Regions from separate parts of the Cricetulus griseus genome. Here region 1 is linked to region 2. The links are chromatin contacts, called in public Micro-C maps. All regions are on one chromosome and are shown on one strand. The core of a region is the stretch at or near the end of the contact, and the rest is flanking DNA. Distances in the headings are between cores, read along the strand shown.

Region 1 (6,413 bases), core at 2,191-4,690, 40 kb after region 2:
AAAGGAAAAGCTTGGGATGTAGAGGTAAATGATACATCATCAAGTCTTTTCTGTTAGTTATTAGATTCATAACATAGGAATGTGTTTACAGCATACCTGTGATTCTTAAGCTGTCAGTCACCCCATTTGCACTCCAATCATTGGGGAATCATTGTTCACTTGTTTCTTTATTTAGTTTTTACATAGGGTATCAATGTGTAGCCCTGATTGACATAAACTCCATGTAGAACTGGCTCACAAGGAAACAATTGCCTTTGCATCTCAAGTGCTGGGATTAAAGGCTTGCACCACCACTCCTGGTTTAGGGGGCCACTATTTAGATTGTCTTCTTTCCCTAGAGTGAAACAATGTTTAAACTCTCCCAATAATACTCAAACACAACTTTGAAAGCCATGCTATCACGCCACAACATTTCACACATTTTGAAATACAGGTAGCTTTTTATGGACTGAACAGATTGTGTTTAGGAATGTATAAATATAATTACAGTTAGTGAAAAAAGATGGCATGAATTTGAAGGAGCGCAGGAAGGGGTACATAGGAGAATTGGAGGGGGAAAGGGAATGAAAAAAGTTGAAACTAAATTATAATATCAAAAATTAAAAGAAAAGGATCCACTACTCTTTTTAGATAGACTAATGTTTCCATAGAAATAAATGAACACACAGTGGAAAGGACACATGGAAACATCAGATTCCAGTTTGCTACACACTAACTCTGTACTCTAGCTACTATAGTCTACAAGCCTGCTGGGAGTGTCTGAAAAAAACTGTTCATTTAAAGAAATAAAGAATGAGTCATTATCATCAGGGAGGTTAGGCAATGCTGTCTTTGCTTTTTGCAACATAAACCAATTTGCTTTCATTTCCTCAACTGTTACATGCCCTTTCAACAGGGCCTCACAAAAATGTTGACTGTTTGATGTGTTTAAAATATTGTCTGCCATAGAGCAAGTGACCCACAAAATCCCTGACTATACCACTCTTCCCAACAGGGGAAATTCATGTGCTTGGTACTATGGAATTGCCCTTACTATGGGAGCTACGAGTCTGGGATGTCCTCCCCCCAGCTGCCTATCTATGAGAGAACTGTAGCAATTACAGAATTTATCCACAGAAGCTATCATTAAATTAACAATGGAGTACGAATTTGTTGTCATTGTACAGAAAACACACAAGTATTATGAATTTCTCTGCTCAGAGGATGGTTCACAACCCAGTGATATTCCTAACACCAGGAAAATTTTAGAAATCCCTACTTACTAGATCAGGATCTGAATTTAAATAAAATGAACAGTTGTGTTCTATGAATATTAAAAACTCATAGAGCCCTGCATTCATCTTGATATAACAGAGCTGCTTAGGGAGTGCTGCAAATGATAATGAACCAGGGAATCATATTCATTGAACAACTAACCACTAATTAATTCCATCTCTAAATTAAGAGTAATGATATATATCTATAGTGGTCATGAGTACAAGGGAATAATTTAGACAGGTGAAGAACCTGAAGATTTTCCTAAAGAATAGTTTCCACCCATAAATACATAATAGATCCAAAACATACTCTTTCACAATGAAGTGGTATTGAAAATCCAAAGGTAAAGCAGGTGTTAGCTGGACAGCTGTGCCTAACATAGAGAAAGATCAGGATCTGCCTCCTCCCACCTCCACCAAGGCAGTACCAATTACCTATTCAGAGTCTTTCCATGAAATCCACTGACCTAGAAGGTTTGCTTTTGTGAATCAATGGGACTTAATGTGTGAGGGTCTGAGAAATTAACATGAATTTACCCTCTTTTCCTATGCTGAGTCAATTGGATATAGTCATATACAAGGTGCCCTACGTGATGGCATGCTAAGTAAGTCAGCAAATAAATGTTTCCAACATGAGGCTTTCACATAAGTTCCATACCAGGGCATAACAGATCTGTAGGTGACTCAAGAGCTTAGCTGAAGACTTAAGGCATTCACACCCAACTGAAATATATCCTCTTTACATAAAGCAGTCTATTGGGTAGGTTCTTAATAAGATACTTCTTAAAAACTATTATACAGATCCTCCTTACTGTACTCTGAAGAATCTAGGAAAGAAATGGATGCCATAGTTGCTGGTGGAGCTGTTTAAATTAATGTTTAGAACAAAATTCCTGTTGTGGTTTCCCCAAAAAGCACATTGCAAAAAGTCAACGAGAGAAAAAAAGTTGCAAGACATTATCTTTTTGTAAATATAGGTGAAAGCAAAGGGGTTTGCAGGGACAAAGGGCTGATTTTCCACCCAGTTACTTGTTAAATAGAAATTCAGAGGCTGAAGTTGCCATCCACAGCAAAGTTCCCTGGATGATTAAATACATGCAAATATCTGGAAATTTAAATGTTTGATCCAAGTGGTCTCTGTAACCTGATGTAAACAGCTGTGTTTTCCAGTGTATTAAATGTATATGTGTACAACAGGATAAAGATACCTGGTACAGGGAATAATAACTTTAGTAGATGATATGAATATTGTTTTTGTAACCAATTTTGATTGATAGGCAAGAGCTGACCTTCTATAATCATTAGCACCATGATGTTAGCTTGCATTTAAGTTCCCACTTTCTGCCAGAAACCTTTCCATTTCATGTGTCACTCTCATTCATTGATGATTCTCCCACAGAGAGAGCATTTTGTGGTGTATAAAAGGAGATGACACAGAAGCATGAACTAAATGTAAATAATGGTCAACCTCCTCACCAGGCCCTGTGATAGCTATCATCACTTTTATTATATGGAGCATAAGCAGACACTTGGATCAAATAGATACCACATGTCAGAGTCAACATAAGGCAATGATTCTGCCTGAGCAGGATCAGATATTAGTCATTAGGAGAAGTGGGGTTTTAAATACTTATTTCTGCCAAATACTTCACCAATGGGTTTATACACCTTACTGCCTTTCATCTTCCATGCAACTTCTTAAACGGTAGATATTAGAGTGGTCTCATTTGTGGAAAAAGAACATAAAGTTTGGAAAAGTATTCAGCCTCTTTTGTGTCACTGTCACATAATTCTTGAAACTCGGTAAATTATAATTATAAATATAGATTTATTTCCTTCAATTTTGAAGCTGAAATTTTCATAGCTGAGCAAGCTGTATCTGGCAACAAGTCACTTTTGGCTATGTCTTTCCACACTGAAAGGTGGAAGGACAAGAGAGCATGGGATAAATATTAAGCAGAATGTCAAATTCAATTTTCTGGAAGATTATTACTTCAAAAAACTTGCCACTATCTTAAGAAGTCCCATTTCTCAGTAAAGTGTAGAAACCACATTCAGTCATGGTATTGTTTGACATATTCCGGGCAGATGTGACTAAACATCTATTCACTCTAGATAAGACACTGAGGAAAGACCACAGAAATTATCCTATCCAAATCTAGCTTTGTGAAGCAGTCGGATTATTGGACTTGCTTCCAGGAACATAGATGACTCAGAGGCAACTGTGTCTCCAAAAAGCTCACTCAAGCATGGAGGTGAGTCATGAAATCTGCATTCTTAGAGTTCCCTCCACAACATATCAGTAAGTGGAACTTTTTAAATTTATATAGCATTGTTCTAAATTTTGAACTATAGGAGAGTAGCAGTTGTCTGCTTCTCTCCAATTATTAGCATGAAGGCTGCCATATGGAGCTATTTAATGAAGGTTGGAAGAAACAATCAATCTGAACATTATAACAAAAGCCTGCAATCCCAGTTACATGGAGTACTAAAGTTCAAAATCCCAAGTTCTAACCCTATCTAAGGTTCAGAATAAATTCAAAGCCAACCTAAGCAACTTAGTGAAACTTCACTTTGAAATAAAACTAAAAGAAGACATGGAAGTATAGGATAAAAAGGGTCCTAGGTTTAAATCCAAGTACCATCAAAATAGAAAAATTAAATAAGCAAATAAATATTCAGTCATTAAGCTTTTCCTTTTAGTTCTAACATTCTTATTGCACATGATTTTCACCAGGAAGAGAATTATACTTCTCCCATGTTAACCATGGCATCTTTTGCCTGAACTACGAATATCCTTACAGGATATTACAAAGCTTACAGCTCAGATTAAAAGTTGATAAATATATAGTCTTGGCCCAGGAAGTACTTTTTTTCTGAGACTACCAAAAGCAGTGGATGACCTTCCATTAAAGGAAGATTCTTTCTTAACCTCAATACAACTCTTGAATGGCCACTTCCATCAAAATTGTACTGGAATAATTATTGCCGAGAAATAAAGTATCCAGTTTGCCTATGCCTATCCATTGATAAAGGGTATAAAGGAAGTAATGTTGCTTTCCAGAAATATTTGTTAAATGGTATTTTCACTTATATTCCCTCAAATACCAAGCAAAATTAGGTAATATTTCTTTAGCTAGTACTTATATCTCATTTCTATATGGCATTTGATGTTTGCCAAGCATATTTGCTTTCTTCTTGCTTTCGTTCCAACACAAGCTGAGTTCTGCAAGGATGAGCTAAATGAAGTACCAAAGAATAACCTTGATTTTTCTTAGAAATGCAATGTGACAGAAAATAAATTCAAGGTAAAATTCTATGGCTCTTCCCAAGTGTGATGTATATTCAGTCTGCTTTCTCATGATCTGAGAGGCAGTGACATCAGCCCCTAGTGAAGTCTGCATAGATTCAGCCATCAGAGAGAAAATCATAGGTCCGTCTCCACCCATTACAAAAGGATAATTCAGAAGTTAATGTAGAAAAATTACTTGTATCCAGAATTTAAGGATATAGCTCTTCTTCCCAGGGTCAGCTTGACAAATAATTATAATGGAATATGAAATGGTTCCAATATGTTATACATCATAGCCATATGTCAATATTCTTCCTCTTCTTCCTGAGTAACATTCTCACTCTGCTATCTGTTTTCTATGATAAGATCCTGAGATACTGTGTTAATATTAATGCCCACCAAAGTGGACACAGTTCAAAGGATAAATTTGTGATAATATATTTTTATGATCTAACAAATCACTGGAAATCAAAATGCAAAGCTAGCCATAGCCATGGAGCCAGGCAATGGTGATACACACCTTTAATCCTAGGATTCAGGAGACAGGCAGATGGATCTCTATGAGTCCAAGGCCACTCTGAACTACACAAGAGTGAATCAGTCTAAAGAGTAATGGAGTTCATGACTTTAATACCAGCACCAGGGAGGTATAAAAGGAAGAAGCAAAGGGTCTTGTGTGAGATTTGGTTTCCAGACAAGGAGAACATTATACTCTGGGTATTCATGGAGACAGAATCACCCATTTAGGTCTGAGGTAGAAGTAAGAGCTAGTGGCTGACTGCATTGCTTTTTTGATCTTTAGCTAGAACCCTAATAACTTTCTCTTCATTTATATTATTTGTCTTACAACATGTTAAATTTTAATGGCATATGTTAATTATATTTACCCATGGAATTCATTATGAAATATAATTTCATATATAAGAAATTTTATTATTATAATATATATATAGTGTCTTATTTTGAACATATTTAGCTCTCATAACCCCTTCATTTCCCTCTTCCACTCCCAACTATTAATGTCTTCTTTGATTTTGTTCTTTCCTTTCTTTCTTTCTTTCTTTCTTTCTTTCTTTCTTTCTTTCTTTCTTTCTTCTGTTTTATTTTTGGTGGCTCACTGATTTAATTAGGGTTGATTTCATGTATATGAGTGAGGGATTATATGAATAGGTGCATGGAAACCTTAGCACTAAGGAAAGTATCTTTTCCTTCCTCAGCACCCTTTAGTCACATTTACGTCCTCGGAGAAGGAAGAAACCTTATGATCCTCTCCTGTTTCTATGACAGAGTGTTGATGGTTCCAATTTTATGCAGGCCTTATACTGGTAATTGAAGCTCTGGAGAATTCAAGAGTGAAACAGCCCTGTCAAGTCTCAAAGAACACATTACACAATAGTCCAATTTCTCTAGCACTTCAATCTTTCCACAATGTTCTCTGAATATTGGAGATGTGTTACATATGTCTGGTTTAGGACTTCTCCATTTACAGTCAGTCCTTTCAGAACTTTGACCAGTTATACATCCCTGTAATAACCACAACCTATGGCAAAAATAAGTTCCTCTATCCAAGGTTGATGTTAATCCTGGGAATAATCAAAGTATTTAAAATGTGGTCTGACAGTCACATTAAGTCCATTTATCAAGACAAAAATAGTTTCCCCAATAGGAACTTTGTTCTTCACAGCTAAGGGATTCTGACCAGATTTAAATACCAAATTAAATTCTCTCACTGGGAAAAAGGCCTTAAATACAACCAGAAAGTGCTTAGTTGACCCATAAATAGACTTTCCAGTATTACACCAGTAGACATGCTTTGTCTGGCCCATTTGTAGCATATCTTGCAGGATCAACAGCTAAAAGAGACA
Region 2 (6,709 bases), core at 1,391-3,890:
ACAAAGCAAGCCTGGTTCACAGGTAATAGAGACTGATTGTAGACCCAGAACATGGAAGGTGAGCAGTATCTGACATGTGGAAAAGGGAAGAAATGTAAATCATAAGAAGAAAAGAACATAAGCAAGTAAAGGGTAGGAACAAATTCAGATGAATTGGCTAGCAACAGGCAAGGGAGGAGAGCCTTAAGTTATGGGTAGCTACAACCTGAACACAAGAGCATCAGACATTGTCCAGCAGTCATTCTTTCATTTGCATACAAACTAAAGACCTACTATGATCTAGACACTGGTGGCATATTGATAAACCCAGCAGAAAAGGAAGGATAACTAATTAAAAACAGACAAAAATATGATATGATATGATCAATGAAAACACACACAAAGAGGCCAAAGGCAGATATCTCCATCTGGGAATCAAGAAAAAACACCCTGGGGAGACCCTTTTACAGAGATCTACATAAAGTGAAAGTGAAACATTAAATCCTGAAATCAAAGTCCTACATTCTGTCTGTGGCTATATGTCACAGACAACTGTTGAACATGAACCATGTGTGTAGTATAAATCAAATTTTGTAGTAAACATAAAATATTGCTGACTTTCTAATATTCTGTAGCAAAAATGGAACATAAACTATCTTCTTAATAGTTGGACTATATTTGATTATATAATATATATCACTAAAAATAACTTCACTCATTTTTTTTCAGTTTGACCACCAGGAACATTTTAAACTATATAAGCAGATCCCAAAATTTTATCATAAGACAGCTCTGATCTAGGGGAGGGGTTGTGTGGGTAGGACAAGCAGTGAAACTACTCTGTAGGAAAAACAGCCTTGGAGGCACTAAAGAGTTATTAAAAATGGTAAAGGAGTAATTTGATAAATCCAGTCCTCTGGCCCGGTGAAAACAAATAGAGATGAAAGTGTGGTTACAGAAAGGACAGCAAATTAGGGAACCAGTCATAATCCCTGGAGACAAGGCCCATGGAACTGAGACATGAGCTTATGGAAGAAACAGGCTGACTATGGGGGTTTCCAGAGTACAGTATATACCACAGGATTTTTTCTCAGTATGAAACTGATTGGAAACTCTATCTCTGTCAGCATAACTAAGGAATCAGAAGACAAGATACCGAGATAGCAAGGAGTTAGTCTTTGTTATGCTATAATATTTTTTCCAGGTCAACACCGTGACTCCAACTTGTAATACCTGTCTTGAGCTTCTGAGCCTGCCTCGCCCTAAATTATTTCCCTGTTTGTTCAGCTCTATTGTGAGCTTCTGAGATAATTGTGTGGTCTGTGCAGTGAGAAAATAAGAATTAGTCATGAATCATATTACTCACTAGTCATTGTTTCACCAAGAAGGGAATTACTGCCTTAGCTGATGTTTTACATTGTTCTCTGCCTCTTTCTGTTGTCTCTGTCTATCTCATTCTCTGTCTCTCTGTCTTTATCTTCCTCCCGTTTGTCTTTCCCCTTCCCTCCCTCCCATTTCATTATTTTCTAAAATTAGTGGTAGAATTTAAAATTCTCAGAAAATTCTTTCATTTGGAAAAAAATTACAGTTATTAACATGTGTGTGTGTGCGCGTGCGTGCGTGCGTGCGTGCGTGCGTGCGTGCGTGCGTGTGTGTGTGTGTGTGTGTGTGTGTGTGTGTGTGTCCACTTTCATGCATGCACACAACTGTCAGGGCAGACACTTGGAACTCAGAGAATGAAGTAGATTCTCTGCTTCCACCATGTGGGGCTTGAAGATTGACTCAGGTAGTCAGGCTTGTCAGCAACTGACTGAACCTGCTGATCGACCACTCCATCATACACAGATGCTACTTAAGAGACAGAAATGACAGCCACCTTTACCTGAGTAGGAAAGGAAAGGAATGACTTCTGAAAGCTGAGTGTCCACAGTACCAACAGAAAGGCCTGCTATTACTAGCCTTCTCCAATCCCCCTGTGAGCACTGTAATTCTTTTACAGTGTGAAAACTGGCCTCAGAAAGGTTCAGTAACTTCTTGGCTGTCACTCAGCCAAGTCACAGAAACAATATCCTTAGTTTTACTAATTTCAAGTCTTTAATAATCATGGCTCGGAAGTCTAAACAGAACAAGACACTGACTGGCTGCCTGTTGCTGCCCTGCTAACACAGAGTCTCTTTGTCCTCACAGCTTCTCAAGTTTTTGGTTAGTTTAACTCCTGTGTGCAAAATAAACAAATCAGAACACACAGCAGGAAGCTCCGACATAGGGAGAGTTTTGAGAAACAAGGGAGGCTAACAGGAAAGGAGCTGGTCGAGACACATACCTCCACACAGGGATCCAAGCTTTCAGGTCTCAGGGAGGAGAGGAACAATGCCATCATCAGTGTCCCAGCCAGGCAGAAAGAAGGCATCATCCTGGCATTTTCTGCAACCAGCCGAGGCCGTGAGAAAGCATGATGAACTAACTGTAGCCGTTGGCAAGGCAGAGTCCCTGGGGCACCGGCCTCTTCTCTCTGGGCGGGTGCCCCTCTGAAAGAACTATATTAAAAAATGTTCTGGGCTAAGGGTGAGAGGAAGTGAGAGTGGCAACCTTAGCATTCTCACTTTTTTTTTTTTTTCTTTCTTTCTCTAGAATGTATCTACCCTATCTCAGGAGGCTAGATAGAAGACTAAGGAAAGAACAGGAAGAAGGCGTTTGCCGACCAGCCTGTGGAGGAACAGCAAGAGGAAGCTGGCTTTCATCCCAGGAAGTCATCTGACCTCTGGGCTTGGGGAACGCAGAAAGTAACCAGATACTCATGAAGCCAGTATATGTGCCTGGAGCAACGTCCACATTCCTGTTTTGTTTTCACTAGTGGTCAAGCTAGACTTCTAGGTATCTGACGGCACAGTACTGCACTGGGTGTTACAAACTACAGAAACTTATTTTCTCACAATTCTGAAGGGTGGAAGCCAGAAAAATGATGTTGTGGGGTGTGTCTGTGTCCTGATCTTTTCTTGGTTGGGTATATGTGTACGCACCTGTGTATGTGTACCTGCTTATTCATGGGGGGGATGAATACTTCATGTGTGTGTACTCTCTGTGTACACTTGCAAGTGTGTGTGTGTGTGTGTGTGTGTGTGTGTGTGTGTGTGTACCAGAGTTCACTGTTGGATGACTTCCTTGTTTGTCTCCATTCTTCTGCTACTATTAATTATTAATTATAACTATTATTATTACTGTTAGAGAAAGGAACAGACACAGTTTATTACAAAGGGGAATGCATTCCCAAGAATAAGAGTTGGCTAGTGAGCTGAGGGTAAAACTCAGAAGACCCCACTGCAATTTTGGAGCCAGGGTCTCTAATTGACTGCTCATTCATTGACTAGACTGAGTGGCCAGTGAGTTCCTGAGATCTAGTCTTCTCTGCCCCTACCTCAGTGCAGGAGTTAGAGGTACATGCAAAGCATCCAGTTTTTATGAGGGTGCTAGCAGTCTGCAGGTCTTCTGGCACATAAAACACTTTACTGACATGTCTCCCCAGGCCCTGCTTCTTTTTGTTTTGTTTTGTTTTTCGAGGCAGGGTTTCTCTGTGTAGCTTTGGAGCCTATCCTGGCACTCGCTCTAGAGACCAGGCTGGCCTCTAACTCACAGAGATCCACCTGTCTCTGCTTCCTGAGTGCTGGGATTAAAGGTGTGTGCCACCAATGCCCGGCCCCCTGCTTCTTTTTTTTTTGTGGAAAGATATAAAACATGATAGATGGAACATTGGATGTACAACTAGAAGAACAAGTCACAGTATATTGAGCCATGAGAACACCCAGACCGCTACCCACCCAACCCCAAATCCTCAGCTTCTGAAAAGAGGATGGTGACCACAGGGGTCCTGGAGGTACCCAGAGTCTGGAAAGCTGCAGAGTCCACGAGCATAGCACACTGTGATACTGGTCACATGGACAGCCCAACTGTTTTCCCAAGCACTGCTGCCAAGGATGACTCAGGATGCTGAGTATGGAATCAAGATGGTAGCAATGGCTGGAGCCATACTACTGGAGAGAGGTTCACACGGAGGATCTGCTGGGCCCACTGTAGAACCTCATCTTCTGAGAATTTTCTGTGCTCCATTATAGTCTGGGACTTTCGTGGTTTTGCTCTAGGCCGCAGCCTTGCCTTAGAAGACTGGAGCACAAACTGTGCTCTCTTCTTAGGAGGAAGACCCTTTACCTCCTCAGCCTTCTTCCTCTTCTTCCCCACAGACTCAGAGCCACTTTTCAGGCTTGTCCTTCCAGTTCTACTCTGAACAGATCCTTTTGGCCTTCCCTTGTACTTGGTCTGAGCTGCTTTGGCCTTGGCTTGTCCTTGACCACCTTGGCTTTAGCCTTGTCCCTTACTACAGTGGCCTTGGATTTGGCTCCTGTTGCCCTGGGCTTGGTCTTTGTTGTCTTGGCCCTGACCCTTACTGACTTGTTCTGGGTTCGAGTTAGGCTGGCGTGGGCATGAGCAGCTTTGGTCAGTGTTCGAGATGCCTTGGCCCGCACTGTTTTGGTGCCCAAGGCAGAGTACCCTTTCACACGTAGGCCACTGCTCCGGGGCCCAGTGCCTTGTTGATCAGCCCCAGGGCCTTTCCTACTCAGGCATTTGATGCCTTTGCTTGTTATTTTCTGGGATGCTTTGGACTGTGGGTTCCCCGAACCTTTCTCAGTTTCAGGGTAGAGTTTGCAAGTGACAGCAGCAGTGATTGTGCCCTGTTCTTAATACCCAAGCAAGGAATCTTGAGTGGAACCAGTGCTTCAAGGACCACAGACAGTCGTATGTCAGGGTAGACACCTGGGTAGAGGTGGGCAGGGAAGCCTACTGTTGTACCACTGGTGTGGCTGGCATTTGATTGCTTCAGAGAGCTCAGCAGCAAGTTAGTGGTAGCATGCTTGGCGAGGGCCGGTGTGGACCCCTTAGTCAGCCTGCCAAACAGTGGCACGGGAGCAGTGTGGCTGGATTGCAGGTTGCAACACAGCACTTTGGGGAGCCCTGGATGGAAGAGATGTGGCAGATGGGTTGGTGTTACGAGCTTGTAGCTTTGTCTGGCTGGGGGGCGGTGGCTGTGCATGAACTAAAGCCATAGACATCACCACTTCACAGAATGGTCCCCTGGAAGCCATCATCTCGCAGGCCCTGTAGGAAGGCCACAAGCTGGGCTTCTGTGGCACTGAGATCCTGGCTCCTAGGATTAAACACAAGCAGTGGCTCTTTCAGGGCTTTCTTCCCTGCTGTGGAAATTCGTGACCAGGAGTGTACAGCTTTCTCCTCCACATGGTGCACTACCATGCTTATGGCATCAGGCACTGCAGATCTGCCTTGGTATCCACAAACCAGCCCGCCGCCGGGACCCAGGACGCACCTCTGTGCTGCCTCCACCACTCCAACATGGCCACCTGCTGCATGCCGCAAGTGCAGTTTTAAAAGTAATATTGCTTATACTGTACTAAGGCAGAACCATAGAACATTATTTTAATTATCTCATTAAATCGAAGTCACAGGATGAGGCAATGGGAGATGAAGACTTCAACATATGAATGTCAGAGAACAGTACATAATTCTACATGTGACACTGCCGGTGAAGAAATGCCCACATAGGAAGCTAATTGAAAGGTTCTGGGGAAACACCATGAGTAGAGCAGAAGGGATCAGAATTACATATCCTCAGGTCAGGTCTATGGCTCATGACTTATGATTAGGTGACAATTCTCAAATGACTTTGTTTTCCAAATCTTACATTCTGACCTGTAAAACTGAAAACATTTTCTCTCTTTTTTTTTTTCTCTTTCTTTCTCCCTATAGAAACTCATATTTAGAATGCTTATGCTTAGAAAGCTATGTGATTTCTCCTGGATCATTTTTGGTCCTAGAAACTTCTGATAAGATAAATATTGAAGGAGACTCCTGTACAGTAGGGACTACCTCCTGGACCCTGGATTAAGCACAAAGCCCACCCAAGCATCTGTTTCCACAGAAATCCTTTATTAAGCAGGGAAGAAAACTTAAAGTGGCTGCTTTCTGAGTCAGGCAGATAACACCAGTAAATGACTTTGAGGGTTACATTTTAAGAGGAGAAGATCTGTGTTAGAATGGTCTATGTGGTAGTGGTAAAGGAGATATGGGTTGAGGAAGAAGGGGAAGGGGACAAAGGAAAGGAGAAAAGAGTACTTGTCCTGGAGGAACAAAGGGCTGCCTCCAGATAGAGAAGAACCAGACAGACATGAGATAGAGAATAACCAGATAGATATGACACATAGGCAAATGGTGGTTTATAAAGGTAAAGGGGAAACCCCGTGTTAGGATGAGGTATTTAATTTTAGTTGAGTATGTTAATTAGTTGAACCAGAGGGGGCTTCTGATTGCTGGACTTTGTTAGTCAGCCTCCGGAAGAGGAAATGACCAAATAAGGATATGGACCTTGGTGGCTAGCTTTAGGAACACTTTTTAGCAAGACAGATAGAATGGGGAAGAAGGACGAGGCCTGCAGAGCCACATGCTCTGTTGAGTGCGCTACTGTCCCTTCAAATATACCAACCTCCATTGTATTTACCACTTTGAGACTTTGGCAGAACTGACCTACAGAAGGAATCTTCTCATTCCTCAAATTCCTTTTTCCAACCTGTAAATCCCAGTCCTGCTACAAAATGATGTTCTGTCATCACTCCTAGGGACAGAGTGTATCCCTTCATTGTTCTGATTAAAAGGTCAATCAGCAGTT

Evidence for each region. A called contact is a pair of places that touch in the nucleus more often than the background predicts.
Region 1: a Micro-C map of the CHO-K1 cell line shows a contact between it and region 2, with 1.8 times the contacts expected there. The contact joins the enhancer-like site here to the promoter of Tlr4 in region 2. A contact is called at or near these places in 2 of 8 Hi-C or Micro-C datasets (the CHK-Q cell line and the CHO-K1 cell line).

The regions. Positions count from the first base shown.
Region 1 is chr2:79,183,666-79,190,078 of CriGri-PICRH-1.0, forward strand. It overlaps the pseudogene LOC100771224. Among named protein-coding and RNA genes, the nearest start is that of Tlr4, 40 kb to the left of the region's middle. Within about 2 kb of position 3,441, at least 2 of the 6 cell types and tissues checked have open chromatin away from gene starts, as enhancers often do. A contact at or near this core is called in the CHO-K1 cell line, where this site is marked.
Region 2 is chr2:79,144,472-79,151,180 of CriGri-PICRH-1.0, forward strand. It overlaps Tlr4 (toll like receptor 4), which reads right to left and starts at 2,641. Exons shown (of 3, transcript NM_001246762.1): 1 at 2,303-2,641. The coding sequence starts at 2,392. It also overlaps the pseudogene LOC100771224.